Linked DNA regions of Hordeum vulgare: region 2 is linked to region 1. The links are chromatin contacts, called in public Hi-C maps. All regions are on one chromosome and are shown on one strand. The core of a region is the stretch at or near the end of the contact, and the rest is flanking DNA. Distances in the headings are between cores, read along the strand shown. Region 1 holds the start of LOC123425720 (histone-lysine N-methyltransferase SETD1B-like). Region 2 holds the start of LOC123429868 (equilibrative nucleotide transporter 3-like).

Region 1 (4,435 bases), core at 1,251-3,750:
AGTAAGGGCCAAGTGAAAATAAGCATGTGTGCCACCTTACTGGAGCGCTATAAAACTCAATGGTGATATCAGCTCATCGGATTTGTTGACCACAAAAGGTAAATAGCTTTTTACCCAGATAACCAACTAAATAAAGCTACTAGTAATAATGATGATGATGCGTCTTGACTCCTAGAAATATAAAATGGTAGGAACAAACTGCAAAACTATTTACGGGTGGTACCAAACTCGCCATCTAAAAATATGATGGAGTATCTAAAACTACAACTATTTATCTGAATATTTTTATTAAAAAATGAAGCCATAAAAAGCAAATGAGAAATTCCAAGTTAAATCCTCACAGTACAATCACGAATGTGAGAACTAGGCAACGAAAGCTCCAAGCTATATCAACAATATCTTGGATTTGGGGAAATAAAAGCATATTTCATTTTATTGCTGTTGACACTACTAATCAAATATCCAAATGATACATTAATCAGCTGAGGCCCAAACAGTATCAGATATTTCATAGAATAAAATTAAATATGAGTGTTTTCTATCATGCAGATCACAATAAACTACAGTGCATTACTGTAATTCAGGATTTCAGTAAAAAGGGGAGCTTACTCAACCAAATGTTTGCAACTACTTTTCCTCAGTTATCATTTATCAAATGGTATAGCACGCAAAGCCTACAGCAGAAAATGATTCATGAACTCAAGCAAATTTATGTCCCTCTCAGTCCCAACTCTTCTGCATCCACTAAATCACCAGATATGATGCAAACCTAAACCTCGACCAATCATTCTTCTACTGCCTCCATCCCATAATATAAGATGTTATTACAACCAACATGTGAGTATATCGGTTGTAATAACATCTTATTTGTGGGACAGATGGAGTAGTTAATCAGGGTAACCAAGTTATCATAGTTGAAAGCATGCATAAAGTCATTAATTCAGCAAGGCAACCAAGCAGGCAAATAATACCACTGACAAAGAATGAAAACCTAACCATTTATTGATGCAGCTGTTGCAGAAGTACTTGTTTTCACAGTTCTTGCACTTGACAACGCGTGCTACCTTCTTCAACCCACAACGGTGGCATGACATCTGTGCTGCCTTTGCTTTACTCATTGCATGAGGAACGACCTAGATCCATACAAAAATCAGCAATAAGAACAGGTTCAGCACAAAATTACACAATGCAAATCAAACTATCAATCAAGAATATTGAATGATTAGCTAGGTGACCTTCACAGGGCCAACAGGCACTGGCTCAGCATTCTTGGAACGGTAGCACCGCCGGAGTGGTGCGGGAATATCCACTCCAACCTTTGTAGTCACAGGGGAGCCTAGCGGCCCACTGCTCCCCGGTGAAATTGTCATCAATCCATTAGGGAGATCCCTTGTGGCCTTTGGTGATTCTGGCGCCAGATTTAAGCGCTTTCTTCCCTTTCTCTTGTTCTTCTTTTGCCGTTGGAGAGCCACGGCAAGGACCTCCCCATCGGCTGGCGGTTTCTTGCCCTTGCTAGCCTTGGCATAATGATACTCGCAAAAGCTGACAGTGGGGAGTGCACGAGCTGAGCAGCGCCACTTCTTACCATCACTTCTGCGGCACCGGAGGTTATCCGGCAGTGGCGGAGGAGAATCGCCACGTTCTCCTGCTTTGCGACGCCGGCGCCGACGTGAAGGCAGAGGGGTCTCCTCTTCCTCGTCATCCTCAGTAGGCGGGTCGGGTTTGACCACTCGCTTGCGGCGGCGGCTACGGGCTGGAGGAGAGGGGGGAGGGGATTCCTCCAGAGCGTCAGGCTCGGCATCAGTACCCTCACCTTCGGCTTCAGAATCCGCATCTACGTTCTCGCCACCAACCTCAGCGGCGTTGTCGCCGTCTGTGCCGGCGGCTTCTTCTTCGTCCTCGCCAACAGTCCCGGCAGCTTCCTCTCCACTCCCGCCGTCGGTCCGAGCGGCTTGCTCTTCATTCTCGCCGTCGGTTTCCTCTGCCTCCGCTTCTGGATCGGCTTCTCGGGCACCTGCCTTGCGCTCAGAGTCGCTCTGGGCGGCTTCCTCTTCGACCTTGGCCTCCGCCGCCTCGACCTTGGTCCCCGCATCTGCACCATTGGCTTCAGGTTCGGCGACCATCTCCTCGGCCTTGGTTGCGCCAGCTTCCTCTTCATGCTCCGCATCCATCTCCTCGGCCTTGGTATCGGCGGCTTCCTCCTTGGAGGCCTCGCCGTCCGTATCGTCAGCTCCGCTCTCAGCGGAGTCCTCGTTGGAGTTGCCGTCGTCGGCCTCGTCTTCGGACATGGCGTCGACCGCGGTCTCCACGGGCTCGGCGTCGCTGGCTTCGGAGTCGGGCTGGCCCCCGGCCCCTCCCTTAGAGCGGCGCGGAGGCATGGCGGCGGCGGCGGCGCGGGGCTAGGGTTCCGGCGAGGGATTTGGAGGGGATTGGGGAGATCGGAGCGGGGGTCAGTGCGGGTTACTGGTTCTGCGAGGGGGCTCTCCTCGATAGAGGGGGTGGGTTAAGGGGGTGTCAATGTGGGTCCCGCCCTCCGTGGGAGAGCGTCACAGGGTCGTCTCACGAGGCGGGGGAGGAGCGTCCGCGTCGGATACGAAAGTTTTTTTTTTTTTTTGAGGATTACGAAAGCTTTAATTGGAAGGTTATTATTACTCCTCTAAAAAAAGAAATAAAAGAAAGCTAGTTAATGTCAAAAGGAATGGAGACAGGGAAGGCGTCTGTGTCGTTCGATGGTCACTGCACGGGTGAGATCGTGTTGCGTGTATTTATTGTTGGGTATTTTTAGGGGTGAGCTGGATCGCGTTGGCGGTCCATTAAAGATCTCTCTGTTATGGAACATGGGCCCTCATTCACAAGGGTTCAGCCCATTCCCTGCTGCATGCAAGGCCCGGTCCAGCCGTCCAGGGAAGCTACAGCAAAATTACCTCACCATTCCGACACACTACGAATTTGATAACGTTACCCTCTGTGCTTGAAATAAAACAAAATAATAACGTAACCGTTAAAAAATTTCATCTCCAATTTATTTCATGTGAATTTTTATCTTTTATTTTCATTTTATATAATTAATTTTCATGTAAGTTTTTCCCTTCTCTTTCATGTACTCCCTCCGTACCTAAATATAAGTTTTTTAAGATATTTCACTAGGTGTCTACATACAAAACAAAATGAGTAAATCTATACTCTAAAGTATGTCTATGTACATCCGTATGTAATCCATTAGTGAAACATCTAGAAAGACTTATATTTAGGAATGGAGGAAGTATTGCGTAGACGTTTGCGCTTTTCATTTTTGTTTTTTCTGACAAGTCCTTTCTATTCTCGGTAAACATATTTATTCGAGGTGCCACTTTCATCAATAACATTTACTCATTCCTGTCCTTTATACTACGCATATAAGATTTGTGTCAAGTGAAACTTTACAAAGTTTAATCAAATTTATATTAAAAAATATTATCATCTACGATACCAAGTATGCGTAATATGAAACTACGTTCCATAAGAATCTAATGATATTGATTTGGTATTATAAATATTGATATTTTTTGTTATAAGTTTGTTCAAATTAAAGATGCTCTCACTTACAATTTTGGATTTTTTTTTATTTTGTTTCTTAAACAGTTACTTTTTCATTGTAGTCATTTTCTATCGTTGTATTTAGCAATAGTCTACATTTTGACATTATGGATCCATATAAGCGGTTGGATGCTCTATTTAGAAACACCACTCGTTAGTTGCAAGCTTAGGGTCAGCATTGGGTTGGCAGTGTTCAAATGCAAATTGTGTGGTATTTTTTTTGGCTAGAGGTGGCTCGGGAGACCCATGTTCTCTCTAACATGGGAGTTTAGATGTGTGTTACCCTTAAACATTATGTTCTTGGACTTCCAGGAACGTGCTATTGCTAAAAAACGTTTGAGGATTTTGTGGTTAACGAAAGGGGAAGCCAACATGGATTCGTTTCGCGCTTTTCAAATTGATGAGATGCAAAAAAGTCTTCTTCCCTTTGATCATTTTGGTTCGGCAAGTGATTGCAGATGATCAACCGGGTAAAGGAAATGTGCTTCCTAATCTGCATGAGGACCTCCTTGGCAAGTCGGTGGTTCGAGATTTCATGCTAGATTTTGAGGCTTTGGGTGCGATACATCTTCAACGTATCAATAATGTATGAAGTATTGATGTCATATTTACATGTGTTTACAATACTTTTATATGGATTTGATGCACTTTATATGTTCCAATTATAACTAAAACGGACTCGCGTTGTTTTCAACAGAATTATCGTGGTGTTGTTTTTATGTAGGAAATAGAAGTTCTCATAATCGCCGGAAACTTTTATCGGTTTTTTCTAGACAATATGAGAAATACCGAAGCGAAGAACCACCAGAGGGGGGGCACCTGCTGGCCACAACCTAACAGGGCACCCCCTGATAGCTTG
Region 2 (4,435 bases), core at 596-3,095, 220 kb before region 1:
TACATGTATGGTCTCCCTCTTTTCCTTGCAATCAGGCACTAAATCACAAATATCCCACCACATGCATGATCCCACCTACTTTTCCTCCTTTCAACCGGATACTTTAACATTGGATGACTCCTTTCCACATCATATTCGCAGACCACGTCCGAACATAAAGGCGGACATATAAAGACATTTGCAGATTGACGTTGGATATGCCCTTACAGCAGCGCGGTGAGTGGTGTCCCTGCCTAGAAAGTACAAACACCGGCAATCCCACCTCTTCAAGCAACGATGGTGCTGCAAAGCAGCATCCCGGGCCTCCTACAGAAAGGAGGGTTGCAACAACGGCAGTGTCGCCAACGGTGTTGCACAACAGCATCACCGGACAAATGGAGGGTGGCAACAGCGAGAATGTTTCGTAACAACATCGATGGACCCGCTACAAAAAACAAAGGGTGGCAGCAACGACAGTGTCGATGGCGGTGTTGCATAGCAACATCACCGGACCTACTACAAAAATGTTGGGTGGCAGCAACGGAAGTGGCAGCCGCGGTGTTCATAGCACCATCACCGGACCTGCTACAGAAAACTGGAGGTTGCAGCAGCAGCAGTGGCGGCCAGCATCTACACCAATAGTGCTTGGTTGCAATCCACAAAACTTGTTGCAGCCCACTCGTGGTTGCCGAAGATCATGCAACAACGATGGTGTTGCAAAGCAGAAGCGTCGGACGCCCTTCCGTAGCGGCCACTACTCGCAACACCAGTCCACATCCCCCGTTGTGGCGGTTACCGGAGCTGAGGGAGGTGCCCTCGCCGGCAAGATCCGGGTGTAGTAGCCAATGGGTGTTGAAGAAGGCAGAGCGTGAGGAAATGCGGAGACGAGAGGCCAGCGAGAGATGGCAAGCAGGAGGAAGATGAGAAATGGGGGAGAAGATTCGGAAAGGGGAAAAGTGGTGGGTGGGCCACATGACGTGTATCACACATAGGAGCTTGACATGGCAATTAAAATTAATTGATAGAATATAAGGGCGTGTATGGTTGCGTGCATTAAGTACAACTAGGCCCGCATGGGAAAAATCTGGGCTGTCTGGTTGGGTGCGTACAAAATTGGCTCTGCATCACATGAAGTTTAAAGTACCTGTGGACCTATCTTCCTGAAAACGCTTGAATCGATAGTTTCTAGGGAGCGAGGTCCGCGTGATGCACGTGGACGGTGGGGGCTGCATGCAAGGAGACACGCTCGAGAAGCGGTATTACTTCCCGAAGCTTCCGCGGTTATTACCCTCACCTTCCCTCACCGCTTTCTATGTCCCCTCTCCCCTCTCCTCACTCTCACCGACGACAGCGACGGCATTCAGCAGACCGGTGAACACCAATTGTAGATGCATCAGTATAACTCTGAAGATGGATTGGTGGCAGGTGGCGACGGCGGCCTCTGAGTGTGCACCGGACCGGTGGGTGCCCCATACCCGGCAGGTGGCTTGGTTTGGGCCTCGGGTGTTAGATGTTAGGTTTTGCTGCGAGGTCTGTTTAGTGTTAGGCCTAAACTATCAGCAACCCTTTATCAACTGGATAGGAGTAGCGACAAATGTTGTCTGGACGGTTCAGTCTTACTGATGTATTATTTTGTAATTTTCTTTTTATATATTATTAATAAAATGATTGGATGCATTGCTCATATGCTAGAGGCGGGGGTCATCCTCCTTTAAGGAAAAGAGAGAAAAGGATGACATGCGTGCTTACCGTAACGAGAGAAGACGGCGTAGCTGTGTCGTCTGATTATCCTAAGCGTATATGCTAGCTAGGGCCTTCATATTGGCATTTTCTTTCAGGACGCTTTCGATGCTAGCCGTCCCAAAGTCTTTCTTTTCTCATTTGTGTGGCTTGTTCTCGTCCCACAGGGCCACCAAAGTGAACTAAGCTAGCATGGCATACGGCGAAGATGGTCATCGCGGGGTGCACACAATTCCGGAGGTTTGCATCGTCATTTTCGTCGCGAGATAATTCCGTGCTTGATCGATCCCTTCCACTGAATCACCTCAAGCATCTATTTATTTCTGCAAACATACTGTATACGATATGCATGCGTTGATCAGGGCAAGAGTTTGGCCGTCTTCATCTGCTGGCTTCTGGGCAACGGATGCCTCTTTGGGTACAACAGCATGCTCACCATGGAAGATTACTTCGTCCACCTCTTCCCAGTATAACAAACTTTTACTAGTATACGAATGCTTTTCTTCTTCCACATCGAGTAGGCCACACGCGCGCGCACACACACACAGAGCTAACTTTTGACATTTGTGCATTCAGAGCTACCATCCGGTTAGAGTCATCACTCTCACCTATCAGCCGTTTGTGCTCGTGATAGCTGCGGTGTTTGCCTACCATGAGGCGAAAGTAAACACCAGGGTGCGAAACTTGGTGGGGTACTCACTTTTCTTCCTCAGCTCGCTCGCTCTCATCATCGTAAGCACATTTTCAGAAACTCTGTGTTCTGAACCATTGAACATTGACTGCTCGATTCCTCTCTCCTGCACCGTAGCTGGATCTTGCGACGTCGGGTAGAGGTGGAATCGCAGCCTTCATCGGCGTGTGTACGGTTGTGTCAGTGTTTGGCGTCGCGGAAGGTCACGTCGAAGGTGCCATGACCGGGGACCTATCCTTGATGTGCCCGGAGTTCATACAGGTGAAATTAATTTCTTGTGCCAGCACATGCATGGAATTTTTGCACTGGCTACGGGGTATTTGTTTTTTCTTTTCTTTTGAGGAATATAAGAGACACTAATGTGCTTGGATCCAGTCATTTTCTGCTGGCATGGCTGCATCGGGCGCAATAACGTCTGCCCTGAGGCTCGTTACAAAAGCGGCCTTCGAGAAATCCAGAGACGGCCTTCGCAGAGGAGCTAGTATGTCGCATCATGCAACCTCCAATTCATTCCGAGTTTCTACTTATTCATGCTCATATCTACTATATACATATTGCAGTGTTGTTCTTCGCTGCATCATGCGTCTTCGAGGTGCTGTGCTTGGTGCTGTATGCCCACGTCTTCCCCAAGCTGCCAATAGTGAAATTCTACCGTGCAAAGGCGGCTTCCGAGGGATCTCTGACGGTCGCCGCCGACCTTGCTGCCGCCGGCCTCCAAAGACACCCAAAACTATCGGTACGGACGTATGGTACCCTCGTCCACGCCAGCTGAAAACTGTAATCTAGCTCCAGGCGGATGGCAAAATGAAAGATCCATATGTGCGTTTCAGGCTGAAGACGACCCAGCCATCCCTGAACGTTTGAGCAACAAGCAGCTCCTCATGCTCAACATGGACTATGCCTTGGACATGTTCCTCATCTACCTGCTGACGCTCTCCATCTTCCCAGGATTTCTAGCCGAAGACCTTGAATCGCACAGCTTGGGCTCCTGGTAAGTCGCCATCCCATTCTAGCATGCCCCTGAGATTACCCTTTTGCTTATTACAGTACTACGTACGAAGGATGGAATGAAAACACGCGCAGGTACGCGCTGGTGCTGATCGCGACCTACAACAGCTCGGACCTGGTCGGGAGATACGTGCCTCTGATGGAGAGCGTCAAGGTGACGTCTCGGAGGAGACTACTGGCCATGGTGCTCGCGCGGTACCTGCTCCTCCCGGCGTTCTACTGCGCGGCCAGGTACGGAGGGGAGTCCTGGACGATCGTGCTCGTGTCGGCTCTAGGACTCAGCAACGGGTACCTGACGGTCTGCGTCCTGACCGAGGCGCCCAAACCGTACAAGGTTGGTCTGCGTTCCTGACGGTCTGATGTTTCCTTTCGTTTTTAATGGGGGGTAATGCCGGTGCTACTACTGAGTACTGACTGAGTTTGCACTTTCGTTTTTTTTTTACAGGGGCCAGAAAAGAATGCTCTCGGAAACCTGCTCGTGTTTTGCCTCTTGGCAGGCATATGTTTAGGGGCTGTTCTTGACTGGCTGTGGCTCATAGGCAAAGGATGGTGATCAAACATTTGGCTGCATGTCATCCAGATTTGTTCCAAATCGAGAAGCACTACATATTTCCGTTTTCCCTTATTTCCTTTCCTAGAATCTTATTAGTGCGCGCGCTTTTTACCTGTTGCGAGCGGCCGGCCAGCATGCATTTGTCAGGTGCATCTTGTCGGACCATTCTCAAGTGCGACATGCAAACTTTTAGTATCACTAGTCGCTAACCGGTGCATCGCACGGGCTAGTTATATAATACTATCTTACAATCTAATTTACATGCATATAAATAATGACTCTAAGAAAATTTCAGGATTATCTTCATGAATTATAGTTTATTTTATTGTTAAAATCCGTGACACAACTCCCAAAAAATGTGTTCAACAATAGCACACAATACGTAATATCTTTAAAATTACAAATGCAACTCTTTCAATAGATAGATATATATATAGAGAGAGAGACAGGGAGAGGCAAAGAGA

What was found. A called contact is a pair of places that touch in the nucleus more often than the background predicts.
Region 2: a contact with region 1 is called in a Hi-C map of seedling, with 2.7 times the contacts expected there. The contact joins the promoter of LOC123429868 here to the promoter of LOC123425720 in region 1. A contact is called at or near these places in 4 of 6 Hi-C or Micro-C datasets (leaf and seedling).

The regions. Positions count from the first base shown.
Region 1 is chr2H:173,927,395-173,931,829 of MorexV3_pseudomolecules_assembly, reverse strand. It overlaps LOC123425720 (histone-lysine N-methyltransferase SETD1B-like), which reads right to left and starts at 2,500. Exons shown (of 6, transcript XM_045109429.1): 1 at 1,236-2,500; 2 at 997-1,133. The coding sequence starts at 2,378.
Region 2 is chr2H:174,151,737-174,156,171 of MorexV3_pseudomolecules_assembly, reverse strand. It overlaps LOC123429868 (equilibrative nucleotide transporter 3-like), which reads left to right and starts at 1,845. Exons shown (of 9, transcript XM_045113844.1): 1 at 1,845-1,959; 2 at 2,082-2,186; 3 at 2,296-2,451; 4 at 2,528-2,671; 5 at 2,786-2,891; 6 at 2,971-3,146; 7 at 3,241-3,401; 8 at 3,494-3,752; 9 at 3,864-4,095. The coding sequence starts at 1,912. The coding sequence ends at 3,971.